2 separate regions of the Oryctolagus cuniculus genome follow, and region 1 is linked to region 2. Evidence: chromatin contacts called from public Hi-C data. All regions are on one chromosome and are shown on one strand. Each heading gives the region's core, a stretch centred on a gene start, on an enhancer-like site or on the middle of the called end of the contact. The rest is flanking DNA. Distances are from core to core; before and after follow the strand shown. Region 1 overlaps LOC100008872 (polycystin-2). Region 2 overlaps LOC103350759 (a long non-coding RNA gene).

Region 1 (5,993 bases), core at 958-3,457, 270 kb before region 2:
CCAACTCTATGTTATGTACAAATTTCAACAGTTTGCACTCATGCACACACACAACATATAAAGTACAGTTTAGGAACAAGTTTTGCAGTTAATTCTCATAGTACAACTCATTAAGGATGGAGGTCCTACATGGGGAGAAGTGCACAGTGACTTCAGTCACTTTACATTTTTAAAAAGATATTTGTTCCTGATATATTTTCTCATCCCTTTATTTTGAATGGGTTTCTTTTAAAAATTCTAGAGGCAGGCTAGTGCCGTGGCTCAATAAGCTAAACCTCCACCTGCGGTGCTGGTACTGCAGGTTCTAGTCCCGGTTGGGGTGCTGGTTCTGTCCCGGTTGCTCCTCTTCCAGGCCAGCTCTCTGCTATGGCCCAGGAAGGCAGTGGAGGATGGCCCAGGAGCTTGGGCCCTGCACCCACATGGGAGACCAGGAGGAAGCACCTGGCTCCTGGCTTCAGATCAGTGCAGGGCACTGGCCGTGGCAGCCATTTGGGGAATGAACCAATGGAAAGAAGACCTTTCTCTCTGTCTCTCTCTCTCATTAACTCTGCCTGTCCAAAAAAAAAAAAAAAATTCTAGAGGTGCATTTTTTTAAAACTTTTTAATCCGTAATTTAAAACTCCTAATCTAATAAATTTAATCCCTTCACATTTCATGCTTCTGTCAAATCTCTGTCACTTTTATTTTTTTCTCTCTTTTTTATGTTTTCCTTTTTCCTTTTGGTAAATTATACAATTTTTCTTTGCTTTTTTATTCTAGTCATTTGGCATTTATATAATAGATATGCTTCTCCCCATGGGAGACCAGGAGAAGCACCTAGCTCCTGCCTTCGGATCAGCGCGGTGCGCTGGCTGCAGCACGCCAGCCGTGGCGGCCATTGGAGGGTGAACCAACGGCAAAAGGAAGACCTTTCTCTCTGTCTCTCTCTCTCACTATCCACTCTGTCAAAAAAAAAAAAAAAATAGATATGCTTCTACCATACCTGTTATTTGTTGTAATATTTGAACCTATGTTTTTCAGAAGTATCAAGAATAAAATAATATCTATGACCTATTTTGAAATGGTAGACTGTATTTAAGGCAGCTTTTGTTAATTTAGATGCCAGCTGTTTAGAGATGCCATGGTTTAACATACTTTGTTCTTCCTTATTTTGTAGAAAAATGGAAATGGGGTTACCATAAGAGATAAATAGCAGAAGAAATATTTGCACATACAGAGACAGTGGATGCCACCTTGCAAGTGGGCTTTCTCCACCAGGCACTAAAGGGGAAAGGATGTGGCAGTTTCTTGCTTCCATTACTTTTAGAGTGTGCAGATATCGTCACGTGCCTTTCTCCACTTGAGCTTCATAAACACTGTAGATATCACCATTCTCATTTTCTAGATCACAGCATCAGGCTCAGAAGAGTTTAGTAGTTGCCCAAGATGCCAAGACTGCAAGGCCCACAATCACAAACACAGAAGCAGATAATGGGACTGAGCCAATTGAAACTCAGACCCAAACCATTTTGACTCAGTATCTAGGGATCATTTAGCTGCCACCTACAAAGGCTTATGGTTTGGCTAACTCCTGGAGTGTGTGGAGCTGTCACTCAAGGATACCCTGGACCAGTTGAGGCCTGGCACAAGGGAGGGACCCAGTTAATGTTGGGGGAAAAAATAGGGATTGTTTCTCTGGCTGTCCAGCAGAGGGTGCCACATAGCCAAGGAACTTTGTTGCTTCCCTTTCTATAAATACAGCCATTAAAGCCAATACTGATCCTGAGAATTTCAAAAGTAAAACTCAGTATTGGTTTTTGAGAGAGATTTTAAAGTCAGTGGCTAAAATCCTTATATATTCATACTTGCATTTAATGATGCCATATTTATAAATAAAAATTTAAACAATGGCTCACATTTCGTTTTTAACAACAAACCCACAGGTAAAAACTCCAGAATACAAACCGATCAATCTAAAATCCATCAGCATTTCAAGTTAACTGAAAACAATCAACTCAATTTTTAGTAGGCTTTGGGGGGCCTTTCTACTTACTTTTCCATATCAACTGTGTCCCCTTGAAGGACAGATGCCCTTTGCAGGGTGCAGTGTACCTGCGTCCATCCCTTTGAGGGAGCTGGGGACACCCTCCCTGGGTACACTGGGAGCTGCTTCTTGAAGACAGCTTGCTCATCTGCATGTCTGACACCTGTTCCAGGAATGTTAGAACTCCAAGCCCTGGCTCAGTCCGGTTTTGAGAAGCAGCTGGCATGCTATGCTGCGCCTGAAGAGGGCAGCACTTACCCTGATTACAGTGGCTCATGGGCTGGCAGGTGAGGAAGCTGAGCAGTGCACAAGTTGTGTGGATTATGCATACTCTTCGCTTAACTGGCTGCTTGAGGAGAACTGCAGAACTGCCTCCTGTTTGAATCCCGATGCCCTCTCCCTTCATAATCTTGACTTTCTATGATGCTTGAAAGGGCTGTAAGAAGTCAAACTTTACTAGGGAGCATTCAATGCCAAAATAATTTCATACAAGTTTAATGTGCATTTTGTGATGCCTAAAAACTTACAGAATGAGATCCGTGTCAGTCACTTCCTGGGAATTCAGGGCTACTGTCAAAAGAAGTATAAAATGCCTTCCTTCCCTTTGAAGCTTTCTCATCAGCTAATTGTAGGAGTTACAGCATAGTACACCTGTGATCATTAGAGTCCAGCATAAGAGAGGACTTGTCAAGGTGCTGAGATTTTTAACAGGTGTGTTAGGGCAATCCCCCACTATTAGATGTTTTATTGCTTGTTTTTTCAAGTTCAGTCACAATCCCCATGGGAATGTTTTTATTGCGGAGACAGGAATTTACAAAGTAAGGTCCAGAACTCCCGGTGAGCATGCCCCTGTGAGGCTCAGAGGTGTCAGTTGGTGGAGGCCACGGGGACTGGAGGCCAGCTCCCAGAACTGCAGACCTCGTAGCCCATGTCCATCCCGGGTGAAGAAACAGCTGAGAACTGCCCAGAGGAATGACAGCCAGGAGCCCCAGTTGGGGCCGGCCTGCCGAGTGTGGCCCCAGTAGTCCAAGACCCCGGGAGTCAGGGTAACACGAGCGGCATCACTGTCATGGGAGGGACGGTGGCTCACAGCCAGTGTGGGCCACTGCCTGGTATGGGTGCAGCAATTGTAAACGCAGTAATGAATCCTAGAACCTGGGGGAAGCTGCATCTGATTTCTGATTTCCACCTCAAAAGCATTGGGAGAACCACAGAGAAAATAAGTATAGAGATCTGACTTCCTTAAAACAGATATTTGTCAAGTGTTAGCCACTCGTGGGTAAATTTCAGCTATTTTAAGAACCCCAAAAAACCCTATGGGGTAATTAGGCCTTCTTACAGAAAAGGAAATTTAAGCTCAGAAAGTATAATGAGCTTGCCCAAGTCACTTATGAATTCCGAGTGGTAATTAAAGGAAGTGTAATGAAGGAACTATTTGTATAGGTGAAGCAGGGTTAAGGTAACCAGAAGAGGGGGGTGAGTCACTTGGGAAAGGACTGAGGGACTCAGGGAGGGGATGGGATGGCATGAACCCAGTGCAGCTGGGGCAAACTGATTCTTCCGGAAGCAGTGGCCAAGGTTAGAGGATGCACTGGCAGGTACATCCAGATCGTGAGGGAGTAGAATGTAGGAGTGGAGGGAACAAACCAACATCTCTCTCTCTCTCTCTCTCCCCTCCCCCTTTGACTCCCAAGGGGCACAGTCTCCCCGGTGGCACAGTCCACAGAAACCAGCCTCAGGGGCAGAGCAGAATGGCAGAGGCACTGATCTGCAGGGAGCCAGGGCCTGGTGTCCTGAGCAGCTGTAGGGAGAGGAGGCAGCAGGTGCATGACCGAGCATGAAGAGCTCAGCCCAGATTTTCTTGGGGCCGGTGCAGCTCAGCTAACTGGGATGTGGGCTCCAGTCCTGGAGGCAGGTGGGAGGTGAAACTGAACAGGCCTGATGGAAGGGCCCAGTGTCCAGTGAAGGCCCCTGATCTTAATTTGATTCTCAATAGTGAGTCAGTGTTGTTTCACATAATCCAACAAACATGTTTTTTTTCTAAGCTAATGAGATGAGATGGACTGAAGAGGGAAGGCAAGGGTGAGAGAAGACCTTGTGTGGCTGACTGCCCATCAGCCAGAACCATCCTTTCGTGAGGGCTTTTGGCTGGTGAACAACGTGTCTGCAGCTTCTTTGTAGAGTTCACTGGGCTCCCTCTGTGTTCCAGTGACCTACGGCATGATGAGTTCCAATGTGTACTACTACACCCGGATAATGTCCCAGCTCTTCCTGGACACTCCCATTTCCAAATCGGAGAAAACTAACTTTAAAACTCTCGCTTCGATGGAAGACTTCTGGAAGGTATTTGCAAATGACTTTGAAAGTACATCTCTATCACTGAAAATTGTTCATTTAGCTTCCTAAGTTCAGTGCATGAATGTGTTCCTGCAGGGCCTGCTATGTGTTTAGCACTATGAGATGTTGTAAGTTGAGTGAGTTGGTAGAAGTTACTGTTCCTACCTGCCAAGAAGAGTAAACTAATATTCACTGGGAACCATGCATGTGACTTGCACCATGCTATCTCGTACCTGATTTACTCTCCATAGTCACCTTCCATGGTAAATGCTAATAATTGTCCCTCAGTTTGTAAATGAGGAAGAGGAGACTCAAGGTGCTTACATTGATATGGTCACACAGCTAAGGAATAAGAATAGTGGGCGTTTTTCTAGTCTGACAACCACTTCTTCATTCTAGTTTATAATTCATTCAGTCATTCATAATCTCATAAATAGTGAATGAGGTCTCATAGGACATAAGACCCTGGAGAACAGTGCAATTGCTCTGTGTTGCTTCATTCTCTGTTTCATCTTGTTGATGAGTGTGTGTGTCGCTGGCCCCAGCGTGGTGCCTGATTCGAGGTAATCATGTCCTTTCAAAGCCCTGCTAATGTAAAAGTCAACTCAGCCCCTTCCCCAGTTGCCACAGATTCCAGCATAGTAGCAGGACATAAGCAATGAGTAATATCATAGGAAAATATTAAAAGAATCTAAGAAAATTGAAGGGAAATTGGGAAGGAAATGATTGTTTTCTCTAGGGAGATACTTTTGAAAATTTTTGCTAAACCCTGGGTCACAGCTGTTGATTTCACACACTGATAAAATGAGGTCTAAGGAGCCTCTTCACAGAGGGCAAACCACACTTCACAGTATGGCTGTTTTCATCACCCCAGGAGGGCTATCAGCCTGTATCTATTCATTGTCCTTCTGATAAGGATAATATGCTGATAAATGACTAGATCTATATTTAGTTATGCAAACTAACAAGAGCCTTCTCATATTTACAGTTTCATGACACTAAATGCCAACCCAAAACGGGTAGGCAGAGGTTGCGGAGTTCATCATGTAGCAAGAGCAAGCCCATGTTTACAAAGCCCAGTTCACAATGGACTATGACTCATCCAGAAAAAAATGAAACCCTAACAATTGCAACAAAATGAATGGAACTGGAGATCTTTATGCTAAGTGAAAAAAGCCAGAGCCAGAAAGATAAATAATCACATTTTCTTATTTTGTCAAAGTTAATATAGAAACAGTATTCAGAAACAATAACAAAAAAAGAAGTCCAGACAAATGAAAGACCCACCAGAGGGTAGAGTGTGGCCTTCTCTCTGTGACCATGTGGGTTGCTTTTTCTCAAGGGAAAGAAGAGTTGATCGTGGTTGTGGATTTATGCAACACCATTCCTCCCTCACCTTTAGTCCTAGAACAGAACTCAGGGTTAGCATTTGTTAAGCGCACACTTGGTGACTCTGTGCCAAGTTCAGTGACCATGCAAAGGATGAGTTTTTCGGAGGCAGGATCCCTGGGTCAGAAGCCTTTGTTCCAGGCTTCACAGCTAGCAAGCTATGGAGCAGCAGCCAAACCAAAATCTTTCAGGTGGCAAAACCCATTCTTAACACTTGCCTGTGTTCCTACAGTCGCCGGACTCG
Region 2 (5,824 bases), core at 2,680-5,179:
TTTCACTGTGGGATGTACTCAGGAGCACAGCTCTCATGGGCACGGCTCTCATGGGCGCTATTCGTCCTCGGAGCTCAGACCCACCCTCCCAATCACAGGTACCATTTTCCATTTTCCTTTTCTCTCGTTTACAGGTGATCTTCAGCCACTCATGTTGAGTGTTTCTCATGTGAATGTGCATTTATTCCCTCACTGCCAAGTAAAGTCTGTTCCTATTTGCACATGGTACCAGTCTTCACTTATTTCTATCTCTGTGAGAGACAAGAACCTAGATCAGTAACCAACATCTTAATTGCCCACATCGGTTATACATTTGTCCAAACCCAAAGAATGTACAACACCAAGAATAAACTCAAATATATTGCTTTGGGGGATCAAGATGCCTGGGTGAGAGGTCATCCTCTGAAATAAAGGTACCACCTTGGCAGGGGATGTTGAGAGCAGGGAGGCTGTGTGAAGCACTGGGGCCAGGCGGCATATAGGAACTCTGCTCCACTTTACAGTGAACTGAATTACAAAATGAAGTCTATTTAAAAGGAGCAAAATATAAGAATTTAATAAAGTAACTGAGGTTAACAACGTAGAAACCAGTGAAACTCAAAAATCGTATAGTAAGACTGCCAGCCTTCAGCCTTCAGATCCCTGCTCTTCTGTATCCCACGTGTGTCAATTTGGCTAAGCTCCTCAGTCTTCTGTCAAAAAAAAAAAAAAAAAAAAAAAGAGAGAGAGAGAGAGAGAGAGAGAAACCTAGGGCTGGCATTGTGGCTTAGCCAGTTAAGTCGCTGCCTGCAACACCAGCATCCCACGTGGGTGTGGATTTATGTCCCAGCTACGTCTGACCCAGCTCCCTGTTAATACACCTTCGAGAGCAGTAGAAGAGGCCCAAGTGCTTGTGCCCCTGACACCCACTTGGTAGAGTCGGAAAAAGCTCCTTGCTTTGGCCTGGCCCAGCCCTGGCTATTGTGGCCATCTGGGGAGTGAACCAGAGGATGGAAGACCTTTCCCTCTTTCTCCGTAACTCTAATTTTCAAATAAATCTTAAAAACAAAACAGGTTGCTGAGAGGAAAACAAATGAGTTGAACTATGTAAACTATTTATAAAAGTGTCCAGCAATTGCAAATACTCAGTAAGTGTAAGCTATTATTTCTATTCAAAGGCTGAAACAACACAGCATTTTATAAAGTCCATCATGCCAGGAGATGGCATATCTGTCTGCTGTTGGGGAGAAATTAGGAATTATTTCAATGTATCACAAGTATGGGCCCAAAAATGTGGAAAATAGCACATTGTGACAAAAGTTGTTCTGTAGACCAGAAAGTTGCTTTGGATATACTTAAATAAGGCAAGGCTATTTAGTGATTCTGCTATAATTTAAAGTAGAATTACTTAAAAAAAAAAAAGTACAGAAACACTCTAAGTATGAGGTTCATGCTGAAGCAAGACTATGAAAACTGCAGGAAATAAAGATCACTGCCTAACAGGAGTGAAAGTGAGATTTACAAATAAAAGGCAAAGGGGCAGAGTGGTTAGATAGCCCAGGGCTGAGAGTTCCTACACCCTCCCACCCCGCCCCGTGCTGTCCTCATCTCTTAATGTACATCAGAATCACCTAGGAAGCTGCATAAGAAATGTAGAGGCCCAGGCTTGCACTGTGTAGGTTGCTCCGCCTGCATCCCATGTGAGCGCTGGTTCTAGTCCAGCGGCTCCTCTTCCGATCAAGTTCCCTGCTAGGGCCTAGGAAAGCAGTAGAAGATGGCCCAAGCCCTTGGGCCCCTCACCTGTGTAGGAAACCTGGAAGAAGCTTCAGGCTCCTGGCTTCAGATCATCCCAGCTCCAGCTATTGTGGCCATTTGGGGAATGAACCAGAGTATGGAAGATTTTTCTCTCTGTCTCTACCTAAGGAAAGGAATCTGAAAGAAAGGAAGGAAAAAATGCAGAGGCCTAGGTTCCTTGAAGTAGAGTAGGATGAGATCTGGCCTTTGTGTTTTACCCAAATTCTCCAGGTGATTGTGATGGGGACCACAGTTTGATGTAGACCACTTATCCAATTCCTCCCTTGCTACTCAAAGGGTTGGGGAAGACCATCATGGCTTCACCTGGGAGCTGGATAGAAATGCAGACTCTTGGCCGGCGCCGCAGCTCAATAGGCTAATCCTCCGCCTGCAGCGCCAGCACACTGGGTTCTAGTCCCGGTCAGGGTGCCAGATTCTGTCCCGGTTGCCCCTCTTCCAGACCAGCTCTCTGCTATGGCCCGGGAGTGCAGTGGAGGATGGCCCAGGTGCTTGGGCCCTGCACCCCATGGGAGACCAGGAGAAGCACCTGGCTCCTGGTTTCAGATCAGCGCGATGCGCTGGCAGCAGTACACCGGCTGTGGCGGCCATTGGAGGGTGAACCAACAGCAAAAGGAAGACCTTTCTCTCTGTCTCTCTCTCTCTCTCTCACTGTCCACTCTGCCTGTCAAAAAAAAAAAAAAAAAAAAGAAAAGAAAAGAAAAATAAATGAAGACTCTTGTGCACCATTCCAGACCCATGCTCAGAATCAGTGCATATGCTTATCAAGGTCCACAGATGACTCGTATACACTGTTAAGTGTTGAGAAGCCCCAGTCCTCAAGCTGTCAGCATTTAGAGTCTCTTGGGAGAGATTCTGATTTAATTGGTATGGGTATGACCTATACTTGGAGGTCTTTAGCAGATGAAACCACCACCTGCAGTGCTGACAATCCCATATGGGTTCCGGTTCAAGTTCCAGCAGCTCCTCTTCTGACCCAGCTCCCTGCTAATGTGCCTGAGAAAGCAGCAGAGGATGGCCCAAGTGCTTGAGCCCCTATACCCACGTGGGAGAATGGAAGAAGCTCCAGGCTCCTGACTTCAGACCGGCCTAGCTCTGGCCATTGCTGCCATTTGGGGAGTGACCCAGCGGATAGAGGACCTCACTCTGCCTCTCTATAATTCTACCTTTTAAATAAGTTTTAAAAAATAAAACCACCTCAGGCTATTTACAATTCTGGCTAGTTCAAAGAATTTTTTTTTTTTGGACAGGTAGAGTTATAGACAGTGAGAGAGACAGAGAAAAAGGTCTTCCTTCTGTTGGTTCACCCCCCCCAAATGGCCACCATGGGCGCTGCTGCACCGATCTGAAGCCAGGAGCCAGGTGCTTCTTCCTGGTCTCCCATGTGGGTGCAGGGGCCCAAGTACTTAGGCCATCCTCCACTGCCCTCCCGGGCCACAGCAGTGAGCTGGACTGGAAGAGGAGCAACCCGGTGCCCATATGGGATGCTGGTGCCGCAGGCAGAGGATTAACCAAGTGAGCCATGGCGCCAGCCCCCAAAGGATTTTATCAACCATAGTATGAGCAGGAATGGATTTAAAATTTTTTTCCACTAAAGTTTTAATCTTTTAATTCCATTTTCCATGACCCTTTTGAAGTCCCCTTATATTGTTTCAGGGGCAGGTGTTTGGCATAGTGCTTAACGTGCTGCTTAGGATGCCCATATCTCATATTGGAGTGTCTGGGTTTGAGGCCTGGCTCGGCTTCCAATTCTAGCTTCCTGCCAGTGTGCACTCTGAGAGGTAGCAGATGATGTCTCAACTACCTGGGTCCCTGCCACCCGGGTGAGAGACCCAGGATTCAGTTCTAGTTCCTAGATCTTCACTTCAGTCTAGCCCAATTCTGGCTGTTGCAAGTATTTGAGGGGTGAACTGGTAGACAGGAGATCTTTCTCTCTCCCCTCCCCTTTCAAATAAGTAAAATAAATACACAGCTATTTAAAAACAAAAATATTTGTTTCAATAGTAGTACTTGACTTTCATATTTGCAGTAGGTGGGTTCTCGATAGAAATAGACATGAATCCAAGGTCCTAAGCTGCTCCAGTATCTGCCAGTGAAATACAAAACATGTTTGCATATCCCTTAAAACAGGAAGATCCGGCTGGCTGGAACAATGTTACCCAGTTAGTGAAGACCATAGCAAGTCCGTAGTCTTGGCATTGCTTCCTTAAAGCTGCTTCCTTCTTGGCCAGGAGTTGTCGGTCTTTTCCTGAAGCACATCGACCCACAGGGACGCATTAGGAAATGTCCAAAGAATTCCTACAGTTCTGTTTCCTTCAGTGTCCCCTGGCAGAGACCTTGACAGCCTCTTCTCTGAAGTACAATGGGCAAACATGTTTGTCCTGGGCCTTCTCTTTAGGTAACAACTGGAAGGTCTTCCAGAGACTCTAGCAGGTTGCAACACATCGCTTCGGCAGCAGCACATCACCCCTCTTGACTCTTTCTACAGGTTCATTTGGTAAAAGCAAGATTCTAATCATAAAAGCACATAAGCACGAAACCTGGAGGGTATGCATTCCTGTTATGTTTTGACTTGCAAAAGATCTTTTCTCTCCCAAAAAAAGTAGGGATCCGAACTTTATTTTTCTTTCCTTTCCTTTTTTTGTTTTAAAAAGATTTATTTATTTATTTGAAAGGCAGAGTTACAGAGTGGCAGAGAGAGAGAGGTCACCCATCTGCTGGTTCACTTCCCAAATGGTCACAACAACTGGAGCTGGACTGATCTAAAGCCAGGAGCTTCTTCGGGTCTCCCACAGGGATGCAGGGGTCCAAGGACTTGAGCCATCTTCCACTGCTTTCCCAGGCCATAGCAGAGAGCTAGACTGGAAGTGGAGCAGCCGGGACGTGAATTGGTGGTGGCTTTAACCTCAATGGCACAGTGCTGACCCCAAGGAATCTGAACTTTTGCACTACTTTTATTTATTTATTTATTTATTTTTAATTTATTTGACAGGTAGAGTTAGAGAGAGAGAGACAGAGAGAAAGATATTCCTTCCATTGGTTCACTCTCCAAATGGCCACAACGGCCCGAGCTACGCCAATCCAAAGCCATGAGCCAGGAGCTTCCTCCTGGTTTCCCATGCGGGTGCAGGGGCCCAAGTACTTGGGCCATCCTCCACTGCTATGCCAGGCCACAGCAGAGAGCTAGACTGGAAGAGAAGCAACTGGGACTAAAACCGGCGCCCACATGGGATGCCGGTGCCGCAGGCGGAGGATTAACCTAGTGCACCACGGCACCAGCCCCTGCACTACTTTTCTACAGATAGAATTATTTCAACCTACTTGGTGTTGAAAAGAAAAACTAAAAATATGAATGACTCATGGAGGCATACTTCATTCTAAAAACTTGCCCTCTTGCACTTTCATAAAAATACTCTTATCAGTCTATCAATTCCATCAATTCTTCCTTTGTAATGTGTAGGGATTCTGTTTCTTCGTAACCTCTGATCATACATTTCTTAGTCCTTTATCATTACATATCTGACCATTTTCTATATTTTCTGCCAATGGCATTCCCTCTCTCCTCCAACTTGAACTGTCTTACACCTTGTCCCAGGATAGTTTTTTTTTTTTTTTTTTTTTTTTAAGATTTATTTATTTTGGGGCCAGCATTATGGTATAGAGGGTAAAGCCACTGCCTGCAGTGACGGCATCTCATATGGGCACTGGTTCAAGTCCCAGCTGCTCCACTTCTGATCCAGCTCTCTGCTATGGCCTGAGAAAGCAGTAGAAGATGGCCCAAGTCCTTGGGACCCTGCACCTGTATGGGAGACCTGGCAGAAGCTTTTGGCTCCTGGCTTCGAATTGGCGCAGCTCCAGCCCTTGCGGCCAATTGGGAGTGAAACAGCAGATGAAAGACCTCTCTCTCTCTCACTCTTTCTCTCTCTCTCTCTGTGTGTAACTCTTTCAAATAAATAAATTTAAGAAAGATTTATTTTATTTGAAAGAGTTACAGAGAGGGAGAGGGAGAACTTCCATCCACTGGTTCACTCCC

The links. Hi-C and Micro-C count contacts between places; a contact is called where the count stands out from the background.
Region 1: a contact with region 2 is called in a Hi-C map of embryonic fibroblasts, with 3 times the contacts expected there. The contact joins two enhancer-like sites. A contact is called at or near these places in 3 of 6 Hi-C or Micro-C datasets (ear pinna, embryonic fibroblasts and an unstated tissue).

The regions. Positions count from the first base shown.
Region 1 is chr8:77,676,190-77,682,182 of mOryCun1.1, reverse strand. It overlaps LOC100008872 (polycystin-2), which reads left to right. Exons shown (of 15, transcript XM_002717010.5): 3 at 4,233-4,366. Among named protein-coding and RNA genes, the nearest start is that of SPP1, 53 kb to the left of the region's middle. Within about 2 kb of position 2,207, at least 1 of the 8 cell types and tissues checked has an H3K27ac peak or open chromatin away from gene starts, as enhancers often do.
Region 2 is chr8:77,406,811-77,412,634 of mOryCun1.1, reverse strand. The region is part of intron 2 of LOC103350759 (a long non-coding RNA gene); the gene reads left to right. It also overlaps a transcript of LOC100008640 not described here. Among named protein-coding and RNA genes, the nearest start is that of PPM1K, 59 kb to the right of the region's middle. Within about 2 kb of position 3,929, at least 3 of the 8 cell types and tissues checked have an H3K27ac peak or open chromatin away from gene starts, as enhancers often do.